Linked DNA regions of Anser cygnoides: region 1 is linked to region 2. A link is a contact called in public Hi-C data. All regions are on one chromosome and are shown on one strand. The core of a region is the stretch at or near the end of the contact, and the rest is flanking DNA. Distances in the headings are between cores, read along the strand shown.

The links. A called contact is a pair of places that touch in the nucleus more often than the background predicts.
Region 1: a Hi-C map of liver shows a contact between it and region 2, with 2.0 times the contacts expected there. The contact joins the enhancer-like site here to the promoter of SETD7 in region 2. A contact is called at or near these places in 2 of 7 Hi-C or Micro-C datasets (both in liver).

What each region holds. Positions count from the first base shown.
Region 1 is chr4:41,230,748-41,234,962 of Taihu_goose_T2T_genome, forward strand. All of the region lies in intron 3 of LOC106046692 (a long non-coding RNA gene), which reads right to left. Among named protein-coding and RNA genes, the nearest start is that of MAML3, 25 kb to the left of the region's middle. Within about 2 kb of position 2,379, at least 1 of the 3 cell types and tissues checked has open chromatin away from gene starts, as enhancers often do. A contact at or near this core is called in liver, where this site is marked.
Region 2 is chr4:40,966,412-40,971,163 of Taihu_goose_T2T_genome, forward strand. It overlaps SETD7 (SET domain containing 7, histone lysine methyltransferase), which reads right to left and starts at 1,353. Exons shown (of 9, transcript XM_013189178.3): 1 at 1,168-1,353.

The DNA of each region.
Region 1 (4,215 bases), core at 1,129-3,628, 270 kb after region 2:
CATAAAAGTCAGCCTCAAGAAAATGAACATAAGATGGAAGTGCAATGAATATAGAAAAAATCCTTACTAGCCCACAGGCTAAAGTAGAGGCAGTGTAAGTCTGTAAAGACAGGCTAAGCATGGAGAGCTGTTCTGATTAAGGGACAAAGCATTAAGAAAGAACACAGCCTGTTAGAGATGTCAATATCAAAGAGTGACTGGAATTACTTAGAATGGTTCAAGGTAATAAATCTTCAGCAAATGGAATGTACTTAAGAAAGGAGAAATTTAGGTCAAATCTCAGGAAAAGATTTCTAACGGTGAAGTGCAGAAGGTTATGGAATATTTGCCTGAAGGAAGAGACACAAGGCACATCCCTGGAGACTTTTAAAACTACACTGGAAAAAGCACTGAAGTATCTGGTACACAATAATCTTATACCAGGAAGGAGAAAGGCTAGATGATCTAATTGGGCTTTTCCATCTCTGCTTTCAGTGATTCAGTGGTAATTCCACTGGCCAGTTCTAGTATAAAATACAACAATCCAGCATCAACTGTAAGAATCCCCTACTAAATGCAAATGCTCTAGAATAACTTACCTCTTTACCACAGCACAGAATGCAAATGCTCTTCAGAAATGAAAACAGATAGGTTCTTTTTATTTGAATATATATACACCATAATGAGAATAAAAACCATTAAAAATGTGAACAGGCATTGTGTATGTACCTCTAGCAAGGATCAGATGTGCTCAACGTGGGTACTCACATTTAAATTTCCAAATACTGAATGGAAATTGTACAGATACTGTTTAATTGAGGTAGATTTTGTAGATACTGTTACAATATTGCTCAGCATGAATAAGAGGGATGGAATGAGGTTCTGTGAACTTTCAAAGACGGGCTTACACCTTTCTTACTTTTTTTTTTCTAGCTGACACTGAGAGAATAAAGAAAAAAAAAGTGGTATATTTTACATACAGACATCTGAAAAATCTTATTCTTTTCATTTAAAATAACCACTACCTGGTCTTGGTCTCAGGTTTGGAAAGAAAGCTGCAGTTATCTGCCCTTCTGAAATCCACAAAGACATACTGTTCTTCGAAAGCTCTTGTTCCATCGCAGCTGATCACAGCTGAGTTCCAAGGATTGGGCCAGCAGTCCCTCTAAACTTCATGGAATAGGTGAATTACATAAATGGTACTAGAAATGAGTAAGGGTTGTAGGACCGGAGGACAAAGTGTTCAGAAAAACATGCACAGGGTGCATCTGTGTTACTGTTTCACATCATGAATGTGCTTTTTAAAGAGATTTCTCCTGATCATTCTGTCATGGCTGGTTCATGTCACAGAGCAGTCTGACACTGGATTATTTCTGAATGAAGCTAAACTGGAAGGTGTGTTCCAGTCACAACCAAGTATTCAGTCCACTGCTCCTGATCAGCGCCAGTACAACGTAAAGCATCTTGAAACGCATGCAGCATTGTCCTCAGCACCAACTAGATTCCCTGTACAGCCCGTGGCCCAGGGAGGCTATGCCAAGGCAGCTCCAGCAGTGGAACAAACCTCGCTGGGAGCAGGCCAAAGGCTGCCTGTGAAGGGTTCAGCACCTCAGCCAAGAGGCCGCTGCAGACGGAGCGCCCTCCTGGATGGAGGCAGCCTGTGCCATGCCACTACAGCGAGCACCCGTGCTGCTGCCCCGAGCCCAAGTGTCGTTTAAACACGTGTCGCTCCTGAGTTGGCATGATACCTCAACACACTTTAAACCCTAAAAATACAAGGAGAAATAGGATGTCAGAGAACACACACACGCCAAGCACTGCATCTAACCTGAGGAGTAGAGCACAAGGGATCCACGTACGTGTTGTGCTCCCCATGGCACCCCAGCACCAGACACTGGCTGTGCCAGCTCCTGCAGGGAAACAGCTGCTTGGTTGCTTAATCTAGCAATCAGTGCCACCAGCCTGCACCTGTAGCTTTTCTTTTTTTTCTTTTTAAAGGGAAAGTTGTCTGTAAAGATATCTGAATTTCCTACCCCCGCTTTCTAAACTTTGAAGTTTACAGGTAGATCAGCGAAGTGCAGCGCTCTCGCAGCTCCAGCTCTCACCCACCCGCTAAAAGCTCTGTGTGGAAATTCTCTTATCTTTCTGCAGCCTTTGTGGTGTGCTGCTCCTGCCTTACAGGCGGAATCCTCGCAGCAGGAAGCGGCACGCTGGCAATGTCAGGAAAATTCTCTCAAAGGCTGCATTTCTTCGCATTTCTTGCAGCCCCTAGCCTGGGAGCTCACACACCAAATAACCACCGCTTACTTTTCCACAGCCTCGGCCTGTGAGGGGGGCACAGCGCTGAACGCAGCTCTTGGAGCCGCCTCGCCTCGCCTCACCGCCAGGCCCCGGCCCCGGCCCCGGCCCCGGCCCCGGCCCCGGCCCCGGCCCCGGCCCCGGCCCCGGCCCCGGCCCCGGCCCCGGCCCCGGCCCCGGCCCCGGCCCCGGCCCCGGCCCCGGCCCCGGCCGCCACCTGGGGGCCGAGCGGCGGCACTGCGCCACCGAGCCGGCCCCAAGTCGTCTCCGACCTGGGCAAGGCTTTACAGAGAGCATGTTTTGAGAGAAACAGACACAAGTTCTCCTTTTCGTAGGGCCTCACAAGGCAAGAGAGGACAGGACTGCTCTTTGCACAAGTGTCAGCAGCAGAGAGGGAAAAGGTTCTGTCCTGAGACCAAGTAAATATGGTTAAAGCAGAAACTGAAGCAAATATTTTAACCACCTGATTGCTGTCCTGGAGCAATCTCCCAATCAAGACAGAGTAGACAAGACGATGACTTACACTTGAGAAGGAAGAATATATAAAATGAATTATTTTATGACAGTGTCTCCAGTAGTAATGGCCCATCTCTCTGTTTCGCATTCTCCTCATCTCTACACATCCAATCTAGAACAGACGAGAGAGTCTAGCTGTAAACCACCAAACCAAGGGTCTTTTGAGTGCTCTCCACTGATGGACGAGAAGCACAAAGCAGTAACAAGATGGGAAGAGCCCCTGCTCAGGTGTGTGACAAACACCAGGCTGCCACACAGGGTGGGTAACCCTTCTGCAGGAAAAGGGGCTTCCACCACAGGACGAGCAACACGAATAAGCAATGTCATTCTGCGGGGAAAGCACAACCAGCATGGTTGGTTTGAGACAGCTGGAGAGAGCAGCGGAGAACAATGAGCATGATCAAAGGGCTCGAAAACATGACTTACAGTGAAAGATCGGAAGAACTGCAATTGGTTAATCTCAAGGTGCGAAGACTCATGAGTATGGTCACAGTTTTCAAAAGAAAGGAGTAATTTGTTCTCCATGCCCATCATGAACAAAAAGTAATAGATTTAAATTGCAGCAAACTTTTTAAATGATAAACACAGAGAGATGTCGGAAGACTGCCAGGAGAGGTTGTGGTATATTTGTCACAAGAGAAGAGGTTAAACAAATATTTCAAGACTGACATAAACACAGTGGAACTCTTAATGGGGATGAACTTTTATGACTGCCAGAGATCCTTTCCATTTTTTTCCTACTATTTTATGACAGAAAAAAAATGCTGTTTTGCTTAAAACACAGTTAGGAATCAGAAGGGGGTAGGGAGGTACTATTTCCAGTTTTCTTACTGGCTTACTGCATGAATTAAGAAACCACAAGTATTTTTGCATCTCAGCTCCCCATCAATAAAACGGAGGTAGCAATACACAATTTATGAGGGTACTGTGAATCTGTAATGCATTATTGTAACCTTGTGGATGCTGGGAAAGGAGGTGGTATGCAAATGTAAAATATTTCCAGACCTTCACTTTCTTTTTCATACTTGCACTGCTTTGACTAGTGTGATTTGTTTTTCCTTTCTTCTCAAAGTTTATAAGCCAAACACACTGTGATCTCTGCTTGGAAGAGAAGTACAGCTCTTTCCAATGAGGAACACAACAGAGTTGTAGTTTAATAGAACACTGAGGTTGAAAAATGTCCCTGGGTTTAAAACAAATAAATAAATAAAAGTCTAACCATTACATTTTGTCCTACTGTTTCTTTTATTGTGTGAAATTTACCAGAAGAAACTTCTACTTCAGAAACAATGATCCTGCTGGCTCACTTACACACATTGTAAGATCTCCTGAAAAAAAAAAATCTAGCTCCTCAAAACAATTATTGAACACATACAGCCAACAGGAGCAGTGAATATTTTTAAGACCTGTCCAGCTAAAGCA
Region 2 (4,752 bases), core at 103-2,602:
GCTGCTTGTTGTGCTGAGCGCTACGTGACAGTCACCTGCTGAACAAAAGCACCTATCTCTCTTGCCAGGCAGCTACATGCATCCAAAACAGGTAATTTCTTAAAGTAGAGGAGAGGCTTCTACTCAGGAAATTAAACCAGCTCCTCCAGCTCAGCTAGCGGCGGGCCCACACCAGTAGTTCTGGCATATCCCAGCAGAGGGCAATGGCAGATATACATATGCATGTGTCACAGCAGAGCGCTACTCCAATATAAAACAAACTTCTCCCCTGCCTGTCAGATCTTTTCACGAGCTAGAAAGTCACTCAGTGCTAGCAAATGGAATAAAACCTATCTAGAGTTGAATCAAAGCTCAGCAGACGATCCAGCAGCACGTAACTAGCCAGCAGCACGAACAAAGCCTTCCAGATCTGTCCTGAGCAACAAATATTTATCAAGAAAGGAGAAGCCAAGGGAGTACCTCAGCAGGATTTTCTGTGTAAGATCAGAGGAAAAAAAAAAAAGGAAGTCTGTCTTTCTTGTTGCAGTGTTTTAGAGAAAAACAGAAGACAAGTGAAGCTATAGTTCCTCTTCAGCACATCCACAAATGCAAACCAGAAAGACTAAACTGGACTTAGTGTGGAAGAGGAAAGTGCAGACAGATAAAGTAGAGAACTCAGACATCAGGAAAAGCCCTGGCTGCTTTATCTCTGTTCATGGAAATGTTTTCATTTGGAAATCTTAATGTTAGCATCAATGTCCTTTTAAAATGGACAGAAAGTGATTCAGAGCAGAATTTGTTAAATATATGAGCACATAAAAGCATTGTCCAGAATTTGAAGCAGTTAAGCCTGACTGTCTTACATCAGATTTTTATACTTTTGAGTAGAAAGCCCTGGGTGTTTCAATTTGGGGCTGAAAAATAGAAACGCCCAGAACTAGCAAGTACTTCAAAAAAAAAAAAAAAGAAAAGAAAAAAGCTAAGACTGCATGCCATGTACACCAAAATGCAGTGACCATTCATTAATTATGCAGGCATGCCACAAAAGTATGTAAGAATATCTGTCTTAAACAAGGAAGGATGTGAAGAAATATTCCCAAATCCTTTCACGGCAATAACCATAAATAATAAGCAAGGACCGACGGGAGCAACCGCGGCTGTAATATTGCTCTCAGGCGTTGAGCTTACCTCAGCAGGCGCTGGAGGGGAGATGGCTGTCAGAGGAGGAAGGTGTTGCTAAGCAACGCGACACGGGATGGCGGCCCACTCCCCTGTCAGGCCCCAGGCGATGATGGCCGGGCTCTGGGCGTCGAAGCACAACTGCTCTGAGGGCCAAAAGAAAGCTGCGAGGGTCCACAGATGTCAAGGGGGAGAAGGGGAAGTGGTGGTGGGCATGGGGTGTGAGCAAGCGGGAGAGGGAAGATGAGGGCAGGGCCTCTAGTCGGTGAGGAGAGGCCGCAAGGATCACGGGAAGAAATGGCGAGGGTGACGGGGAGAAAGGCAGAAAGGAGCTGAAGGCGTGCACACAAATGAAGCAGGAACTGAGCAGAGAGCCATGGGACGCGTCAGGAATATCACCGGTCCTAGAGAATTTGAATCAAAGCCTGCCTTAGATGTGAGAGGGCTGGACCTGACTTGAGTCTGCACAGGTCAGAGAGAGAACTGAAGGAAGGAAGATAAGAAAGAAGATATTCTCTAGGGAATGTCCTTTTCAAGACCTGCCCATGCAAATATGGCACCAACAACATCAGCTTCCTATGCTGTCTTTCTCAACGGAGCTGTGTCACGGTCCCCAGGTGCTCTCCAACCTGCCACCTGGGGTACAGCAAGCGTGAGGATGGTGCAGGGCCTGGGATTTACAGCTCAAGGGTGGCAGTTGGGTACCTGGCTCCAGGTCTTGTCCCTGCCATTAGCCTCCTCTGTTAGCGTGGCCAAATCGCACAAGACTTCCAAATAAGTCTCAGGGAACAGGGCATCCCACCTGACAGAAGTTTAGGAGCAGCTGAATGCTTAACTAGAGCAGGCACTTTGGAAAAGTGTCAGTTTTTCAGTTATGCCAACGACTGGCTCTGCTACATTCCCCTGGTAGCTGGGGTGAAGCAAGCATCACGCTGCCACTGGGTGCCAACGTTACCAACAGAGCCTCTTAAAGGATGAAGATGCAGGCAATAACAGCGGCACACCATCGTGAACACCTGTAACACAAGCTGCATGGAAGAGCTGGCCAGGAGGGAGGGTCTGATTCACCACCTACCCGAGCAAACGCTAAGATCTGCCTTATCTCCTAGAGGCATCGGAAAAGGCTAAACATAAGCATATATAACAAGAGCACAATTTATGTCCCGCCTCCTAAGCACAGCTGATTTCTGCAAAGATGAAATTAAACTTCCTTATGCGAGTATGGATGAAAAAAATCCTTAGAGCTGAAGTCATCTACTAATTAAAAAAGATCTTTCTCCAGGGTTAGCAAGTTAAAAAATAGCAAGTGCTATGTTGTCTCAAATCTACTAGGAGTTGCGAGGGAGACAAAAGATGTACAACCAACATGTCCTCAAATCTCTTGCTGAATCTCCTTTAATCCCCTGCATTCCACATATCAGAGCAATCACGCTGGCATGGGGATCCGCTTCCAATTGGTCAATAGCAACAGGAAAGACTTTAAACCTCCTTTTGATCCAGACATAAGTCATACAGGATCTGCATCTCACAGACCAGCCCTCAATTCTCCCAAGACTACCTGCTGGAAACCAGAGATACCATGCACAGAGCCAGCGGGGCTGTGTGCTACAGGAAGTATTCTCACGTCTGGAAACACCACTGACTCTCAGCTCCCATAACTTATTAATGAGTTATTATTATTCATTGTTGAAATGCTGCCAATTTGTATTATACAGGCAGTCAGGCAAGATGATCATATTGGGCCACAGCAGCTTTAGCCTGTGAGCAAATCACTGAGCATATGCCGCCCTGATTTCCACAGGGTGAAGCATCTAGGAGAGTTCCTTCTAATCTTCAGGCATAATCGTATGCGCTGACAAAAGAAATGTGACTTTGTATAACTCTCCCCTCAAACATTATGTGAACGCAAGGTCCATAACACCCCGTCTCCAGGCTGGTAGCTTTTGTGGCACACATTAAGTCTCTCACAAGGCAAGTCAAAGAGAAGAATGGGAAATAGCTTTGTATAGTGCATTTCCTCCTCTTCTGCTGAATGGGAGAGGCAGGCTGTACCTCTTCTCTGGAGATTTACAGGTTGTTCCAGAAACATTTAATTTAGGAGGATGTCTGAAACATGGGAGGTGAGGAATATTTAGCCCCCACCTAGCTGTATGCCCCAGGTATTCACTGATCACCACGTACATGCAGCCTTTACACCGCAGTGCAGATGTGCTCATTCTCCGTTTTCCTGAAAGGGTTCTGACAGTCTCTCTCAAGCCACTGCAATTGAACTCCCCTGAGCTGAGACCAGGTAAAGACATTTTAAGGAGAAAAAAAATTGTGTGTATGTGGGATTGTGAAAAAGCACCGCTTTAACAAAAAGCAACCCCACATTGTAATTAGATGAAGGTACTTCTCATGATGATCCAGACTGTTTTTTGCTGCTACTTTGAAAGCCTGGTATGATTACAATTGGATATATTGCAAGATTGGCACAGTTTGTGTTTCATAAATACATGTAAAATACATACTCTGCTCTATCCCAATCCAGAATTGCATCCCAGATATGTTCTTGCAACATCCAAAGTAAAAAAAAAAAAAAAAAAAAAAAAAAAAAGTAATGATACCCAAAGGCTTCAAAGAAATGTGAGAGGCCTGTGGGCATGCAAGAATTTATGTGCATATAGCAACATACATTAACAGTGATGGGTGTTAAAGCACATCCGTCTTTTGTACACCCAGACAAGAACACCACGAACCAACTCTTCCCTGACTTGTATACAATATTGATGCAGGTAACATAAGGCTGCAAAAGGTGGGGAAGACTCCAAACCTTTGGCTACTACTTTATTTAATCCTTTTAAATCTGCTCTGCCACCACCACCAAAAATAGTCTGAGCTCATTGCACTGACATTCAGAGGATGGGACGGAAACAGGATCTGTCTTATTGTTTGGTAAAATGTCTGCAAAGCAGAGGACTCTGAATAATCAGACCTTAAAACAGACTGTTCATCCCTTCTCTGAGGGCCAGCGTGAAGTATGAGCATGACAGTGCCAGACAAGGGTGACAAACTAGTATTTAGGAGGTAGCAGGAGGGATATTTGAAGGAATAGAAGTATTTTCTTCCTCTTTCACCTGTTTCATAGTTCTGATAATTTTAAAGGCTGGGTATGGCCCAATGCCACACAGGCCCACATTCTTTGTTATATATCGTTTTAAGATAGAGTAAATTAATAAACCGCAGAGCTCACTACTGTTACTGCTGTAGCTAAACTGCTTTTGACACATGAGCTAGCCTCATACATTGTAATAGTGTTGATTTACCCTATAAATGTTTCCAATGAAATATATGAGAGTTCAGATGTTTTCCCTTCCAGCCAGAAGCTTCTATTCTTCAGAGCCTGTCTCCTAGAGGTGTTTAAAAATAAAAGATGCTGCACTGCCAGTTGGGACTGGCCTTTAAGAAGCTACACCCCCAGCACAGACTGAATCCTGCCCTTTGCAAAGCTCTTTTCAGCTCTTCCAGAGACAAAAACTGAGCAGCTTTGACAGTGTAACTCCATTAAAAGAGCTTATTTGATCAGCCTGGTTTCATGCTTAAAATGCTTTTGGT